2 separate regions of the Hordeum vulgare genome follow, and region 1 is linked to region 2. The links are chromatin contacts, called in public Hi-C maps. All regions are on one chromosome and are shown on one strand. Each heading gives the region's core, a stretch centred on a gene start, on an enhancer-like site or on the middle of the called end of the contact. The rest is flanking DNA. Distances are from core to core; before and after follow the strand shown. Region 1 holds the start of LOC123436322 (inositol-tetrakisphosphate 1-kinase 1). Region 2 holds the start of LOC123436254.

Region 1 (4,149 bases), core at 237-2,736, 460 kb after region 2:
TCCCGGTACCACTAAGATTTTGGGTTGCCATTCATCCAGTACTCATCAAGAAGAAAAGATTTGCACATCCAGAACAAATATCTTCTTCAGAACTTGGCTCCCGTTCCCCCACTTTTGTTCTAACTAAACCGGGTGAAGCAAATTACGAAGAACAGAAAGATACCTAAACAACCGGTATGACAGGAGCAAGGAGAGAGGATTTACATTGCAGGTCCTCCGCTTGCGGCAGGTTGAAACCCAAGTAAATCCAGAACCTGTTGATCCCCATCTCCCCATCCTAATTGGTTGCTCGTTATTCCCCTCAAGTCTTGTAACCATCCTGCCACCCCTCACATTTCCCCCAGACATGAAAGAATTGCAGGTCTGCGAGCAAGCTATGCCGGCCAAATCCATCTCATTTCACAACAGCATGATTGCTCTGCTCCTCCTCCTCCTTGAGGGCCACATCGTCCTTGTGAACCATATCCCAGAAGAAATCGGTGAGGACAATCTCGTAGCCAGGCATCTTTGCGTAGCCCGGGAAGTAGTTGATGTCAATGACGAGATACCGGTCCCCGGCACGAACATCCCGGATCATGTCGAAGTTGAAGAGCTGCAGGCCCAGGGCACGGCGGAGCCCGCCTGCGATCTCGTTGACGAAATCGGTGGGCGGCATGACGGCGTCCTCTAGCCGCATGTCCTCGTAGTACTCCTCGGCAGTGCGCTGATTGGGGAGATTGGATACCTGGGAGAAGGAGATGGTGCCCTCGGCGGCGGCGTCCTCGAGGATCTCCTTGGAAACGTCGGGCAGGCTGCGGCGCTTGACGCAGGTGACGTGGCCGCCGACGACGTAAACCTTGAAGATGACGCCGCCGTGGTTGACGAACTCCTGCAGGACGAGCGGCGGGCGGAGCTTGCGGAGCCCCTCTCGGTGGTAGACGAGGGACATCTTGTGCGACTTGGCGCTGCCGTCGGCGACGAGGGGCTTGGCGATGAGCGGGAAGCGGAGCGCGGCGAGGAGGCCCGAGTCGGCGAGCGCGGCGGCGTCGTAGACGACGACCTGGCTTGGGATGCCGAAGGTGTCGCGGCGGTCGGCGTCGCCGGGCGGGACGTCGAGCTCGGAGACGACCTGGAGCATGGAGATGCGGTTGTGGAGGCGGTCGATGGCGTGGGGCGGGTCGACGACGGGGACGGAGGGGTAGCGGGCGGAGAAGGCCTGGAGCTGGGCGCGCCAGTCGTGGCCGTAGAGCTTGTGGATGACGAGGTCGAAGGGGCCCTGGTCGGCGAGGGGCCGCGCGTCGTCGACAGGGACGAGGTCGACGCCGCGCGCCGCCGCGCGGGAGATGAGCGAGGGCTTGATGAAGCTGTTCTGCTTCTTGGGCGCGAGCGCGTAGCCGACGACGTAGCGGCGGCTGTCGGCGGAGGAGGCCTCGGCGGCGGCGGCGGCGGCGGCGGCCATTGCGGTCTGGGAGGGTTGGGAGGAATCGGGGGATTTGGATGGGATGGATAACTAAAGGTAGGGGAGGGATGTGATGCCCTCTCTTTTATAAACAGATCGATTCGATCTAATTCTCAGGTCAGGTCCAAAGAATCCTCTTCGTCTCCTCTCCGTGGACCGGGTCTACGCCCGAGGGGATGGCTGCATTTGTTAACATCGTACGATGCTAAGAGGGTGATTGGATACGTTTTAGTTTCATGACTAAAAGTAATGAGACTAAAACTTGCTAGCCTCATCCATGCTTGGATCTAAGTACTAAAGAGACTAAAATCAAGTTAATGAGCATTTATTATCCTTCAAACTCTTCAATCCAGAACTTGCATGAAGAGTTAAATGAGGAGAGAGAGGACTAATGCACATTTTAGTAGGGGTACCCCTGACTAAAAGATTTTAGCCTCAAGACTAGTTTTAGCCTCTCTTTATTCAGGGATGCTTGGAACTTTAGCCTTTTAAAAAGATTAGTTTTAGTCAGACTAGTTTTAGTCTCTTGGATCCAAACATTGCTGTTCTAGTTTTAGTCTTTTAAAAAGACTAAACCCTCATGGACCATCTCATCTCCTCTTTCTTTTGGGTGTTGGTTTGGTTAACCATTGTTGTTCTAGTTTTTTCCTTTCCAGGGCCTGTTATAGTCTCTTTCATGACAAGATGTCTTTCTTAGCACGACTAGATGTATACATACATATACTCATCTCTATAAACACATATGTATTTTATTTTTATGAAAGCATTAAGAAATTGAACTGACATATTTTGTCTTAAGATTGAAGAACTCACCACGGCTTAGACGCATACGCACATACAATGGTCCCAATGAAGGCACTTCATAGTCGATGAGAACATATCCTTCCACTAAACGAGCATTAGTATGAAATAAATCCATCAAAATGAAATCTCAATTCACAATGAGATGTTCATAGTTGCGCAAGAGAGAATTGTTAACATAGTAAGTTACTTATTTGCACAAGAGAGGATTGTTAACATAGTAAGTTACTTATTTGATCTAACTTTAGTAAAATAATAATTGTTTCTAGGTTATTTCAGCATTTCTAGGTGTCCAAATGAGACCTTGATTTAAATACATGGCTTTTCTTACTCTTTTCTAAAATAGTTTGGGCGCAATAATAATCTCAGCTTGGCTCCTTTGCATCCGAATCTTTGAAAAGGTTCACAAAAAGTACAAAACATTCCAAACATGATAATAATTACATCAAAGCTTCTCGACCACTGAATGACCACTATCGTCGTCAGAACGAGCCACGGATGCGGCGTTGTCGTTGCTCCCCTATCGAAGCGGGCATGAACTTGTCAATGACATTCGGTAAGTCTTCATGACGTGTCCCTAAGGACTAGTGTCGTGAAGCCGTAGTCATCATCGTTGAACCCTTGGATCCATGTGAAGTGTCTCACATTAGATCTCTGTCGTCGCACACGCACAGCAAAAAATCCTAACCCCACGGCTCCAAAAAATATGGCAGCCTTCTTTAGGCATTAATCAACTCAAACTTAAATGACATCACAAATAGTGTGAAACACATGACAAGGAAATACCTCCGGACCCGTCTACTTACTAATGTACACAACCACGACAACAGTGACATGTGGTAATTTTGCACAATTAGAATGGAAAATTTGAATGATACGAGCAATCATTTTAACAAACACTCCTTCCATTCTATACATAGGACCTATATGGGGTTTCATTAAGAAAATTATGCAATAAAGAATTACACCAATATATGCTTTAGAAGGTATAAATTTACCCCTAAAAAGGATGGTATAGGTTTAAAATGTTAATGAAGTAGTTTTGGAACTGCACTGACACCAAATTCAACATAAAAATATACTCATTTTGATTTATATTAATTGCCATTGAATTACATTGGAAAAATGTTTCTATTATCAAAAAACAATACACTCTATATAAAAGATTTCGAGAGAAAAAATGTATCTATACGACTAAGCGGCCGTCTCTTATCCCAGCAATAAAGTTTAGGTTCCTCATCATCCCATTGGCGCCCTCCCCGGTAAGCCTCATGTTCTATGGCCCTAGGGCCATGGAGGCGCGCGGTGGACCCCGGTTGTGCCGATGGGAAGGATCCCGCTTTTTAGTTCGTTAGGTATGTGTCATGCTCACAAAGGCGATGCGGGGATGACTCTGGGAGGATGGAATAAAGTTCTACCGCCTAGGCCTTGCCCTGATGATGCATCTAGAATCTAGAGTCATTGAAGGACGTGTCGATGGGAAGAAAGTGCATTCATGTGTTTCTAGGTTATTTCAGTATTTCTAGGTGTCCAAATGAGACCTCAATTTGAATACATGGCTTTTCTTGCTCTTTTCTAAAATAGTGTGGGCGCAATAATAATCTCAGCTTGGCTCCTTTGCATCTGAATCTTTAAAAAGGTTCACAAGAAGTACAAAACATTCCAAACATAATAATAATTACATCAAAGCCTCTAGACCACCGAATGACCACTTTCGTCGTCCAGAACAAGCCACGGATGTGGCGTTGTTGTTGCTCCCCTATCGAAGCCGGCATGAACTTGTCAATGTCATTCGGTAAGTCTTCATGCACGTGTCCATAAGGACCAGCGTCCTCAAGCCGTAGTCATCATCGTTGAACCCTTGGATCAATCTGAAGTGTCTGACATCAGATCTCTTCGTTGCACTCGCA
Region 2 (4,221 bases), core at 201-2,700:
GAAATTAAAGAATAACTGGGTGGCAAAGGCACTATATAAACAAAAAGAAAAGTGGCGGGAAAAAGAGAAGTGTCCATACATATGTTCAGGAATGAATACTATACCTGTAGAAGAAGTGAAAGCCAATGTCCGATAGCAGGTGAAGCATTATCCGACCGCAGGAATGCAAGCAAGCACTCCTCTGGTTTTGCAGAATGCTTTGGGTGAACCACACTACTAATTTCCGAGCTCAGAATGGTTGGGGTCGTAGGCAATACAGTTGCTTGCTTACAAGAACAGGACTTATCCGAGCATGATTGCAACTGCAGAATCATGGCTCTGAAGCATCTTACTATGCCTAGGCGGAATTCTTCTGAACCCTCGGAAGGTGAAAGTATTGCCCCAGCTGTCAACTTTTTCAGCAACGCAACCATCTAGCACGCCAAACAAAACTATATAACATGTGTGAAAAACTTGGTAGATTCACCAACAGAAAACAACCCACATGATCTATCCAATATATGAAGTGTGGAGATGCTTTGTACCATATGGCCATAGTTAATAGTTCAAAACTAAATTTCCAAAATCAAGTTCTAGTAAGCAGTTACTTAGCAGGTTCTAGATAGGTTGCTAGAGAACTAGACTACACTGCAGAATCATGGGTTGGCTGAATTAATCACCTGATTGAGCGAGGTGAGGTGGCACTTGGTGAGGAGCAACTCAAGGCAGGTGAGCCCGCCTTCGGCGATGGCATCAGTGATGTCGAGCTCCCCGACACCCTGCCCTGCTGCCTTGCCATCCTTCCTGCACTGCACCGCTGCATCCAGGAGCATGAGCAACGGAAACGCAGTATAGCTAGAGAAAAGCACAGGGCACCGAGATTAGATCACGAATCAAAGACACATGCACGCAGTATAAGAAGGGCATATTTTCCTCAAGCAGCGGAGCGTGCGGGGGATGGGGAGTGGGTGTATACTGTATACATACTCGAAGCAGAGCTGCAAGGCGGGGGCGGGCACGGAGCGGAGGACGGCGGTCATGGCGCGGAGGGAGGAGGAGGCGGCGGAATTGGAGGCGGGGGAGCGGCTGCGAAGGACGTCGAGGAGGGCGATGGTGTGGGGCTTGAGCTGGGCGAAGACGGCGGCTAGGGTTTCGTCGGAGGCCGCCGCCGCCGCCGCCGCGGCCTCCATCCCGGTGGGCGGCGACGTTGTGGAAGCGCTACTTGATTGGGTACACCGGCGGGCGTGTGCGCTTCCGGTCGCTGCTCGGAAGGAGACGGGGAGGGAGAGGGGAGGGTTCTAGGTTGTCGGCTTGTTGCGAGCCGTCGTCGTGAGGTTTTTCTGGAAGCGGAGCTCGAGAAGACGAGCCACCAGGACGAACAGCTAAATTTTTGCCAATTTTCAGATATTTTGGCCGCTAATTGTGAGATTAACACATTTTTTCCTCCAATGGAGTAGTTGAGACTTGAGAGTGATTCGTTTGAATTTGTTCATGTCATTTTACACCTTGTAGAACACCGAGTCTTGTTTGGGTATGATGAATTTTGTTGACGGGTGATTATCTATCTCTACTCTCTACCTATTAATAAAGCATGCAGTGCTCCTAACGTACGTCGTCGTTACTTTTAAAAAAAAGTCCCTCCGCTTCTGAGTATTCAACTCGCATTCCCTATGTTATAAAAAGAAAAAAGAAAATTCAAACGAGAGTCCTCCCACCCCCGAGTCCTCCCCAATTCCAAGATCCCTTGCCACACTTCCCCGCTCCCAATTCCCTCCCCAATTCCAAGATCCCTCGGCGCGCGACTCGATTCCGGAGCTACTAGGCAGCTAGCTAGGGTTTGCATGCCCTCGCACCGAGCTGCGTGCGCGATCTCGCCGTCCGTTCGGGGGCTAGGGTTTGGATTGGGGTACAACCCCAAAGCCAGCTCTGGATTGAGATTTGGGGGAGCGGCCGCGGTTCTGGATCGAGCTGCCCCGTGTGCTGCGAGCGATGGTGGTGACTGGAGGAGGGTTCCAGTGACGGTTGGTTTCGGTGGGACAAGGAGAAGCCCGCAGCCATGGTGCGGCTTCTCGGGCTGCGGGGCCTCGGCTTCGGGCCTGAGGAGTCGCCGCGAGAGATCACGGCCGCCGGCGGAGATGCGGCGCCCCTGTCGGGAGCAGCGACTGGCTCGTCCGCTTCTTCGACTCCGCCTTCTTCTGCGAGTGGATCGCCGTCAGCTACCTCTACAAGCACGACCATGCCGGCGTGCGCGACTACCTCTGCAACCGGATGTACACGCTCTCGCTCTCGGGCCTCGAGGCCTACCTCTTCCAGGTCTGCTACATGCTCGTGCACAAGTCCAGCCCCTCCCTCGACCGCTTCGTCATCGACACATGTGCCAAGTCCCTGCGCATGGCGCTCAAGGTGCATTGGATCCTTGCTGTTGAACTTGAGCTAGAGGAAACCGAGGATCTGGATGGGATCGATAAGGTGCAGGAGCAGTGCCAGGCTGCAACCACCGTGCAGGGCGAGTGGCCTGCTATGAGAATCACGGGAGAGATGATTTTTTTGGAAAAGGGGAGAGATGATTGGTTGGGAAGGAAATAAATGTAAGTTTAAAATTACCCTCAAAGTTGACTTAAATTACCCACTATGCCACCCATAAGTTAAAAAACGGTTCAGATTTGTTTTGTCAAAGTTGTGGTCGTGTGCAGTTATAAAGATATGAGAACTAAAAATCATGAGCAGGCGCTCGATTTGGTGGCTAGAGCGGTTGCCTTCCACACAGCACACCCAGGTTCGATCCCCTGGTAGGCACACATTTTTTCATCCCTATTATTCCTCTGTGTATATAACAGAACACATGGGTTAATGGACCAGCCCATGTTTTATTATTTCAGTATATTTTTTTCTTTAAATTAATACATGATTTTCCAAAATTCCAATTCTTTTAGTTTTGAAAAAAATGTTCATGAAATCATAGAATGTTTGGACATTAAAACAAAGGTTCAGAAAATCAGAAAATGTTCACGGATTCAAAAAATGTTGATGGTTTTAAAAAACGTTTGCATATTATAAAATAATTCACACAATGTCTATGAATTTTCAAAATTCGAATACCCAAGTTATTCCCTATTTACAAAAAAATCATCGATTCAAAAAATGTTCACTGAATAAAAAACTGTCCATGCATTTTAGAAAAAAGATAAGTTTACATCAATCGACAAAACTTGATCACATGGACAATGATTTTCTCTTTTTATAGCAGCAAACACGAGTTCATGGGCCAGGAAATAATAATTCATAGAATGTACTTCTTTTTATAGCAGCAAACACTTATTATACCATTTATTTTGTACTTCTTTAAACTAATTCATGATTTTTCAAAATTCCAATTTTTTGAGTTCTGAAAAATATTGTTCATGAAACCATAGAATGTTTGGGAATTGAAACATAGGTTCAGGAAATAATAAAACGTTCATGGTTTAAAAAATTGATGATTTTTAAAAACTGTTCACATGTTATAAAATGATTCACACTTTTGAATAAAATGTTCATGATTTTTAAAATGACCATTTATCCAAAACATATTAGTGAATTCGAAGAAAATGTCTATGAAGTAAAAATAACGTTGAGAAAAACTAAAAAAATCTTGAATTTCAAAAGTTATTCCCCATTTAAAAAAGTTCATAGACTGAGTAAAAAATTGTCCATGCATTTCAGAAAAAATATAGTGGGCATCAATCAACAAAATTTAACCACGCCCATCATTGACGAGGATGGAAGAAAAGATAAGTGGCAACATGATGGGTCACCGTGTTAAGAACAAAAATAGAGGATGCTCATATGTCGGGGTATTGAGCAATATTTATTTGGCTATAACGTAATATTTTTGTCTCCCGTTGCAACACACGGGCATATTTGCTAGTACTATCTATATAGTGTGCAAGTTTTAAACTTTAAAATTTTAAACTCAAAAACAATGTAAACCCTTGATAGGATCCACCGAATGATTCAAAATTATGGGATTTGAAGCTACCACTGGAGGCACTAATAATTTCTAGTGTCATCGTTATGTGTCAATGTAGAAAAAGCTTACTTTGTTATGGTGTTATCCATTCATGTGTGTAGCTACTCACGACGCATGCACTCATAGTGGGACCATGAGCGTATGCGACGTGCGCATTGATCTCATCAACTAGAGTGAGAAGCTTTTAGTTACGCAAAATTAACAAAAATGACCTTTGTAGCGAAAGAACTCAC

Evidence for each region. A called contact is a pair of places that touch in the nucleus more often than the background predicts.
Region 1: a Hi-C map of leaf shows a contact between it and region 2, with 6 times the contacts expected there. The contact joins the promoter of LOC123436322 here to the promoter of LOC123436254 in region 2. A contact is called at or near these places in 2 of 6 Hi-C or Micro-C datasets (both in leaf).

Annotation. Positions count from the first base shown.
Region 1 is chr1H:356,418,449-356,422,597 of MorexV3_pseudomolecules_assembly, forward strand. LOC123436322 (inositol-tetrakisphosphate 1-kinase 1) reads right to left here and starts at 1,487. Exons shown (of 1, transcript XM_045115623.1): 1 at 1-1,487. The coding sequence starts at 1,438. The coding sequence ends at 395.
Region 2 is chr1H:355,957,083-355,961,303 of MorexV3_pseudomolecules_assembly, forward strand. LOC123436254 reads right to left here and starts at 1,451. Exons shown (of 19, transcript XM_045115618.1): 1 at 967-1,451; 2 at 660-834; 3 at 105-413. The coding sequence starts at 1,169.